Linked DNA regions of Hordeum vulgare: region 1 is linked to region 2. The links are chromatin contacts, called in public Hi-C maps. All regions are on one chromosome and are shown on one strand. The core of a region is the stretch at or near the end of the contact, and the rest is flanking DNA. Distances in the headings are between cores, read along the strand shown.

Region 1 (3,918 bases), core at 1,315-3,814, 350 kb after region 2:
TGACTTTTCGCGGTTCTATCAATTGGTCGACAGTAATTTGTTCACCCACCGTAATATTTGCTATTTTGAGAGAAGCCTTTAGTGAACACTATGGCCCCCGGGTCTACTCCACACCATATTTTCAGCCTTACACTTTTTCTTCATTGCACTTTCCAACTTCAGATCTTACTTTGCAATCAATCTTGAAGGGATTGACAACCCCTTTATAGCGTTGGGTGCAAGCTCTTTTGTGTTTGCACAGGTACTCTGGACTTGGCGCGATCCTCTTACTGGATTGATATCTTGGTTTTCAAACTGAGGGAAATACTTACTGCTCCTATGCTGCATCGCCCTTTCCTCTTCAAGGGAAAAACCAACGCAAGCTCAAGAGACGACAAAAGGATTTCTGTCGCCGTAGCAGTGTGCGCTGGAGACGGCGTGGGAGAGGGATGGAGCGGAGGGACTGGGGGTGGCGCGACGAGGGTTCGCCTTTTCTGCTCACGGGAGTGGGTCGGGCCAGCTCGGAGCCTTCAGTTGTATCGTTCGCTGCTAGTTTGGCCTTTAACATCTTGCTTCTTCCAATGGAAGGCTTTCGCCCTGCGTTAGAGCAACTCCAATGGGGTGACCCATATTGTCCGTTTGGGTCATCCAAAAGAAAAATTGACCCGACCGGGCGACCCAAACGGACGCGTTTGTCCGCCTGATGTCCGCTTGTTGTCCATCCCAACCCAAACTAGGCGCAAAACTGGGCCACAAATGGGTCCGTGACAGACAAAACTGGGTGCTCCCGTCGTCCGCTCTTCCCCTCTTGTGTCCACCCTTGTCCCACCTATCAGCGGTCCGTCCCTCCTCAAGGCCGCTGCCTGTGGAAGTGGCCGATGACCCACCGCGAGTGCTGACGTTTCCCATCTCGACGCGAAACCTCCTGGAGCGATCCCTGCTCCTCGCGGCAGCAGGCTCCGGTGTCGGCAGCGGCTGTTCGGTGGCGAGGAGGGTCGCGATGGAGGGGTGCGGGGCGCGACGATGGCGGGATAGAGCGGGATGGTCGGGGTGGTCCGGAGCCAGGCGGCGACACACGCGGCGTGGAACGCGTGGCGGCATGCCGGGAGCAACCGCAGCTTGGTCTTCGACCTAAATGCGAGAGGCAGACGACGCAGTCCGGGGAGCTCCTAGGCAGCGCCGCCAGCGCAGAAGGTATGGTGAACCGGGGCAGTGACTCGATCCGATCCTTCTTACCCTCGTCCTTCCCGTGCGGCCCGGGCAACGGCGAGGGTGGGGGAGACGGGCGCGAGCGGCTGAAGCGGTCGCGGAGGCAGGCGCTGATGGAGAGGGAGGCGACGACGACGAAGGCAAAGAGCCCGAGGATGATGGGGATGCAGTAGAGCATGGAGGTGCCGATGTTGTCGGCGTGCCTCGACGGAGGAGCCGATGGGACAAGGACGCGAAGACCGCCCTGAGGAACAACGCTGGCGGGTCGGCGGTGGCGAGGTCGTGCGCTAGGCGGCGCGGGGAGCGAAGGAAAGATGCGTCTTCCACGCCAGCAGCCTCACTTGTCCGCTTTTTTGCATCTCGTGCATTGGGTTCGCCCATCGATCACCCGTGTTCACCTCATGTCCGCTAGGCGGATGGACAACCCAAACAGACAAAATTCATGTCCGTGTGGATCGTTTCGTTCAAGTTGCTCTTCTCTCCCTAATAATAAAGCACCGGTGGCTTCTGTCGTCCGTCGTGGCATTTTTGCAGAAAGACCCCTATAGTTTCCTCTAATTAACCTGCAGTCCGTTTATAAGTGAGGCCGAACCGTTTTGTTTCACATTTTACACAAAACCCCCTTACTTTCGTGCTAAATAACCCGCGGTCCAAATTGTACTCAGAGCGAATCATTTTTTTTTACCTAAACCCCTCACATATGCGTTAATAACCTCGAAGTTCATTCAGAATAAATATGTATTTTCAAATAATAATATCTTTTAAACCGTAAATTCAATTTAAACGTGTTATATATGAAACTTGATTAGAAAAATGTGTAGAGTTTGAATATGTTGTTATTTTACATGTTAAATATTTTTACAAATACTATATAGGATACAATGCTAATTAATATTTGTCTTTATTTCGTACCGACTATTTATATTGTAACATGTTAACTTAAGCATCAATATTTGGAAAATGTTATAATTTTTGGACATGATGTACTTGCACTCGGTTCTTTTTTGTACATATTTTATAATCTAAGACCTTACGTGCGCACCTTTTTTTATAGTATCCACGCGCGTTTTTACCAATGAACTATACTTTTTTATTATTCATTTTTCTCCTGTTGCAACGCACGTGTGTAATTGTGCTAGTAGAAAGAAAAAAAGGGAAGCGTTACTCCTCCTTTGGCTCCAGCTGTACACAAACTCACGCGTGTTGGCACATCGGTACGTAGGAAAACCCGTGACGCTCGCCGGTACATGCCCACATTCATGCTCTCGGTCGGCCGGTCCGAACATACATACATCTCTTCCCGCGGCCGAAAATGGAAGTAACAATAATCCCACCATAGAAATAAGGTGGGGGAGGTGGCTCAACAACACTGCGGGTCGGGCCCGGCCCAGCCCGGTCTGGTCAACGGTCCACCACGTCCTACGTCGTGCCTGCCAGTCTCTCCACACGACGACGGCCGGCCGGCTAATCCCAGGGGCCAGTCTGCTAATCATCCTCCATTTTGCTGCAATAATCCCTCACTTATGAGTTGCCAAGGAGAGAGCATTCCGATTCTTTATTACCACCCTCGTTTAATCATCAGCGAGCAGAGCAGAGCAGCTGAGGCCCATCCAGATCCAGCTCGGCACGAGAAAGTTTCAAAGCATCTCTCCTCTCTCCTCTCTCTCTCTCCGTCTCGAGAAGAGTCTTCCTCCTTGGGAGGAGGCAGGCAGGCAGCAAGCAAAGCCCAGCAAGCAAGCAAGGGAGCTGACTCCGTGCCGCCTGCTGCCCCAGATCTAGCCGGGGTCGGGGGAGGGCGCGCTGGGGTCGGCGTCGGAGATGAAGGCCTCGCTGCGGAGCCGGCAGGAGCCGCGGCGGGTCAGCAACGGCGTCATCATCGCCGCCATGCTCCTCTCCCTCTGCGTCCTCAGCATCGTCAAGGCCAGATACTGCTCCACCCCCTTCGGTATGTCTACTATCTTCTTCTTCTTCTTCCTCCTCCTCTTTCCCCTTCTGTTTGCTGTCGAGCTTGCTGGTTCTTGGATGGACGGGTGGATGAGAGCTTGGATGTCTGCAGGCAAGCCGGACGACCAGCTCAAGGAGCAGATGAACTCCAGCATCCGGATGGAGACCGACGACGACGAGCCGGCCCCCGCCGCCACCACGGTCGGAGGTAAGCAAGCTGTCTTCCGGATCGATTGACTTGTTCGGCTCAGCTAGCTAGAACCGGCCGATTGCTGATTTGGGGACGAAATGTATGTTGCTCAAGACTGTTTCTTTTTCCCTGGCCAGTTTCAGAGGAGGACGCGGAGGAGGATGTGGAGGAGGACAGCGCCGCCCCGGTGCCCAAGGTCACCACGGAGAGGGCGGAGAAGACTGCCGTCGTCTCCGGCGCCGGCGCGGGGAGGAAGGATAAGGATAAGGGGAAGGGGAAGAAGAAGAAGCCGACCTGCTTCATGACGAGCAAGCGTTCGGAGCGGTGCGAGGCGGCGGGGGACATCCGGGTGGTCGGCAACGCCTCCACCATCTACATCGACTCGCTGGACAGGGAATGGAGGACCAAGCCGTACGCGCGGTACCACGACCCCGTCGCCATGACCCACGTCCGGGAGTTCGTACTCAAGCCCTTCCCCGCCGACGCCCCGCCGCCGGCGTGCACCAAGAACCACTCCGTCCCCGGGTTCGTGTTCTCCAACCGCGGCTTCTCCGGCAACCTGTACCACGACTACACGGACGTGCTGGTGCCGCTCT
Region 2 (4,283 bases), core at 1,159-3,658:
CCGCCACCTCGAATAAATCGTTGAGCTTCACTCTGAGGCTTAAAGCGTAGTAGTACTTGTCATGTCACATTACTCTGATGTGACGTGCCCTCTTTATTTTCGCGAGCAGTAGATTCACCCCAAGACAAATGTAACATTTCCATCTATCCTAAGACTTAAATATGTTGTAATAATTTGTAAAGCAACCCTCGCTCTACCTGTATAATATTAAGTACTACTGATTTTTTACATCAAGTTGAGTCTGTTAATGGGAAATATTTTCTTCACTAAGGACGCACATGGCTGATTTCCAATTAAATCATTTATTTAGAAACGGTCGTGACATCAAGTCCTTGCCAATATAAAGAGTAAGTGACATGCAAAGGCTCTTGCAGTTCTCACAAAATATATTATAGTTAATTGGTTGACATTAAAAAGGAGAGGTGTTGAACAGACCACCTCTTTTGCGTGCAAAATGTGCACTGCTAAATTTCCTGCCAAATTGGCAATGTACACTGCTACGTTTCACTTAAGAAAAAAGAAAAGCTATATAACTTTATAAAGGAAATACAAGCTTAGTTTTGTTGCATCAGAACATATCCAAAGCATGTTGGCACTTTCGGTTGATGGGGTGTATGCGCAAGATGATGGATCGGCAGCTGTTGGAATGATTTTGAGAAGACGGGATGGCTCGGTGGGTTCTGCTACATATTGGTACATATTCCCTCCGTTCCTAAATATAAGTCTTTTAAATGATTTTACTATATGTCTACATACGTAGCAAAATGACTGAATGTATATTCTAAAATATGTCTATATACATCCGTATGTGGTCCATCAGTGAAATCTTTACAAAGACTTATATTTAGGAACGGAGGGAGTATTTGATTGCAAACAAGCTCTTGAAGGCTCATTCTATCCTTTCTACTACCTTCGTCCAAGTGTATATGGCATGTACGTAGTTCTAGGTTGTTAATTTAACTAGCTAAATATATATCATATGCCATAAAAATTACATATTCAAAAACTACATCCCCGCATGAATCTAATGATATATTATTTATTACATATATTATATATTTAAATAGTTAAATTAACGACCTAGAACTACGCGCATGCCTTATACACCTGGACGGAGAGAGTAGTAATAGTTTGGATCACTCTGCTTAAGGACAGATGGTTTCGGAGATTAAGTTTATATTGATCGGTAGGGATTTTATTCCTCAGAAAATTCATAGAGATCAAAACATGGCATGCAGATTGCCTAGCTAGGTATAGTCGAACTAAATGCATCATGACTGTGTGGTTGCATCAAGGTCCTCCATGTATAGAGGAAATTTGGCCTTCAGATTGTAACCCTGTTACTATGGAATAAAATTTCTATTGAACCCACAAAGAATTAAATAACAAATCAAAAGGAGTTTATTAACATATAAATTTGAAAAACTTTTGTGGGCCCGTGACCCCGAACATGCAATCTCGCAAGAGGTCCAGCCCAGCGCAAATGAAAACACATAGACACACAGAGAGAGGTGGATTTAGGCCCCAAGCAGCTCGGACAACTGCCTGAGATGTGTAGGCAGTTTCCTTCTACCGACCGCGAGAGCGCACAACAAGGTGAGGAAACGCCTTGCCATCGCCGTTTGCCGACCGGGCCTAGCCCGCTGGCTTCCTCCAACGACGAGAGAAGAGGAAGCAGAGGAAGGGGGTGGCGACAGCTGCGGCTAGGGTTCCGCCCAAACCGCCGGCAGGGGCGACGCGGACGCTATTATATTAAAACCATGACATTTTATGCTTACATGTTAAATTCATTACTGTAATTTTGAATACTTTGTTTTTTTATAATACTTTGCTACCGAACAAGACCTTAGAGATGAGAGAGTGTTGCTTGGACTCCCCGTGGTTTTCTGGTCAGGAGCCTGATGGTTGACGGTGCATCTAAAGTGCGAAAACCCACATTTAACACGCTATTTCATACTCACTCCATTTAAAATTACTTGTAAAATAATAAATTTACCTAAATGATATTAATTTTAAGTACATTCATTTTATCATTTTACGCCTTATTCTAGACGGGGAGTATGAATAAAGCTTTTTAGTCCTGAAAAAGAAAACTCACGTTTGAACAGAAAAGAAGGTCACTCGAGTCTCGAGGAAGATCTGACAAAGTCAGTGAGAGGAAAAAAACCCGCCCAAAGCTTCCACGTGGAGCCCCCGGTGGGTCCAGGCGTCACCATGCGTACGTGGCACCATTCCGTTGGCTAACATCCCGTCTAAGCAGCCCCTGATTGGCCGGAACGACTCACGCCACGTATCGCGACACAACCTCCCCGTCCAGCACATCTCGGCCGTCGCATCCTCCACCCCGCCTCATCCCAGCCGTCCAACGTTCCTTGTCGCCCCTTCAATTACACCCGTCTCCTCCCCCGGCATCGGTCGCTTCGAAGATCGACACCAGTGGAAGTTTCTTCCGGTCCCAGAGAGATCGCGGAGGGGAGGAGGATGACGGGAGGGCGCGCGGTGCTCCTGCTGCCGCTGCTGGTGATCTCGGCGCTGTTCGCGCAGATCAGCGCGTCGGATCCGGTAATTCATCTCCCCGGCTTCGTGTCGCTGCTTCCGGTTCTTTTTTCCGCTCAATTTTGGGTGAGATTTGTGATGTTCTGCGTGGGGTTTCGCAGCTGTTCCACGAGTCCTTCGACGAGAGCTTCGACGGGAGCTGGATCGTGTCCGGCAAGGATGAGTACAAAGGTGATTCTCCCGCCTTTCCGTTGCGTGTTATTCGATCTGTGAGAGATCCGTGCTTGGGTTTAGCGGCAGGTGGCTGGGTTTCTGATCCGTTCTGTGGGATTCTCTACTGACTTCCGAGGTGCTGAATCTGATCTGCTAACGTTGTGAGGCGATTTTATGTGGAGTTCGATTCAATTGTTTAGTTGAGGTAGCGATGAGTTATCGGGAGCGATACGTTTGGCGACCGTGAGATTCAGAATATGTTTGCAGATTGTTGCCTTTGTTCCTACATATGGTGATGCGTTAGTTCAGATCCGCTACGCATCCACTGCCATGGTCTTGTTGGTGACAATAAGCGCTCCACAGTTGTTAGATTATTTGTAGTCACTAGTCAGTATATGATAGAACAATGCGGAGGAACGAAGAGTACATGCAATGTGTTTTGAGAGGTGAATTGGCTATGATGTATAGTCTTGTTCCTGCCTTTCTGCGTGATGACAGTTTAATTTGTGTAGATGAGCTGCATTTGAAACGTCGAGAAAATGCAGCAATTGTCTGCATTGTGGTAGTTGTCTTTATAATTATATCAATATCCCCATCGAGTTAATTAAAATTGTTGCTCTATGTATTGTTTCCCTGCTAGCATGTCATATGATCGATGCAAAGTGCAGCACCTCGCTCTTAACAGTGTAACATTACTAGGTGAATTATGATGGCTTGGCAACCTTGTGACCTAATTGTTTTTTGATAGGGATTCTGATGGTACAAATGGAATGGTGATTTGTGAGTATTGCGATTAGTAGATGGCTAGCTGTAAAATGATGTTCTTTGCAACTCTTGTCATACAGTTAATTCATGTTCATGCCCTGTTTTTCTCACTAAGAATTGGCATTTCTGCGTTAAACTTATGCCTCTTGTTCTTTGATTATCTGCCTTGTTTCCCATGTCTTTTCTAATGTAGGTTTTGCCTGTCTGGCAGTTGTTCATTCGACTCCATTTCCTGTCAAAATTTGTTGTTCCACTAATACTTTTAGTACTGCACTCATGTATTGTGTTAATATAATGTGCCATACAGGTGCATGGAAGCACTCGAAGAGTGATGGCCATGAAGACTATGGCCTCCTTGTTAGTGAGCCAGCCAGGAAATATGCCATAATCAAAGAGCTTGATTACCCTGTTACTTTGAAGGACAAGACAGTTGTCCTGCAGTTTGAAGTGAGGCTTCAGAATGGCCTTGAGTGTGGAGGTGCTTATATCAAGTACATCCGTCCTCAGGCTGTGGGATGGAACGCCAAGGACTTTGACAATGATACTCCATACACAATTATGTTTGGTCCTGACAAGTGCGGTTCAACAAACAAGGTTCACTTCATCCTGAAGCACAAGAACCCTAAGACTGGCAAATATGTTGAACATCACCTCAAGTCCCCGCCCTCTGTCCCATATGACAAGCTCTCTCATGTCTACACGGCTATCTTGAAGCCGGATAACGAGGTCAGAATTTTGGTTGATGGGGTGGAGAAGAGCAAAGCAAACTTCCTGTCTGCTGATGATTTTGAGCCAGCACTTATTCCATC

Evidence for each region. A called contact is a pair of places that touch in the nucleus more often than the background predicts.
Region 1: a contact with region 2 is called in a Hi-C map of seedling, with 4 times the contacts expected there. The contact joins the promoter of LOC123402024 here to the promoter of LOC123406306 in region 2. A contact is called at or near these places in 2 of 6 Hi-C or Micro-C datasets (leaf and seedling) and 1 of 1 datasets of contacts at active chromatin or transcription factors (embryo).

What each region holds. Positions count from the first base shown.
Region 1 is chr6H:45,759,208-45,763,125 of MorexV3_pseudomolecules_assembly, forward strand. LOC123402024 (alpha-1,3-arabinosyltransferase XAT2-like) reads left to right here and starts at 2,565. Exons shown (of 3, transcript XM_045095879.1): 1 at 2,565-3,133; 2 at 3,245-3,340; 3 at 3,460-3,918. The coding sequence starts at 3,007. It also overlaps the pseudogene LOC123405046.
Region 2 is chr6H:45,404,397-45,408,679 of MorexV3_pseudomolecules_assembly, forward strand. It overlaps LOC123406306 (calnexin homolog), which reads left to right and starts at 2,409. Exons shown (of 6, transcript XM_045099793.1): 1 at 2,409-2,562; 2 at 2,658-2,727; 3 at 3,782-4,283. The coding sequence starts at 2,482.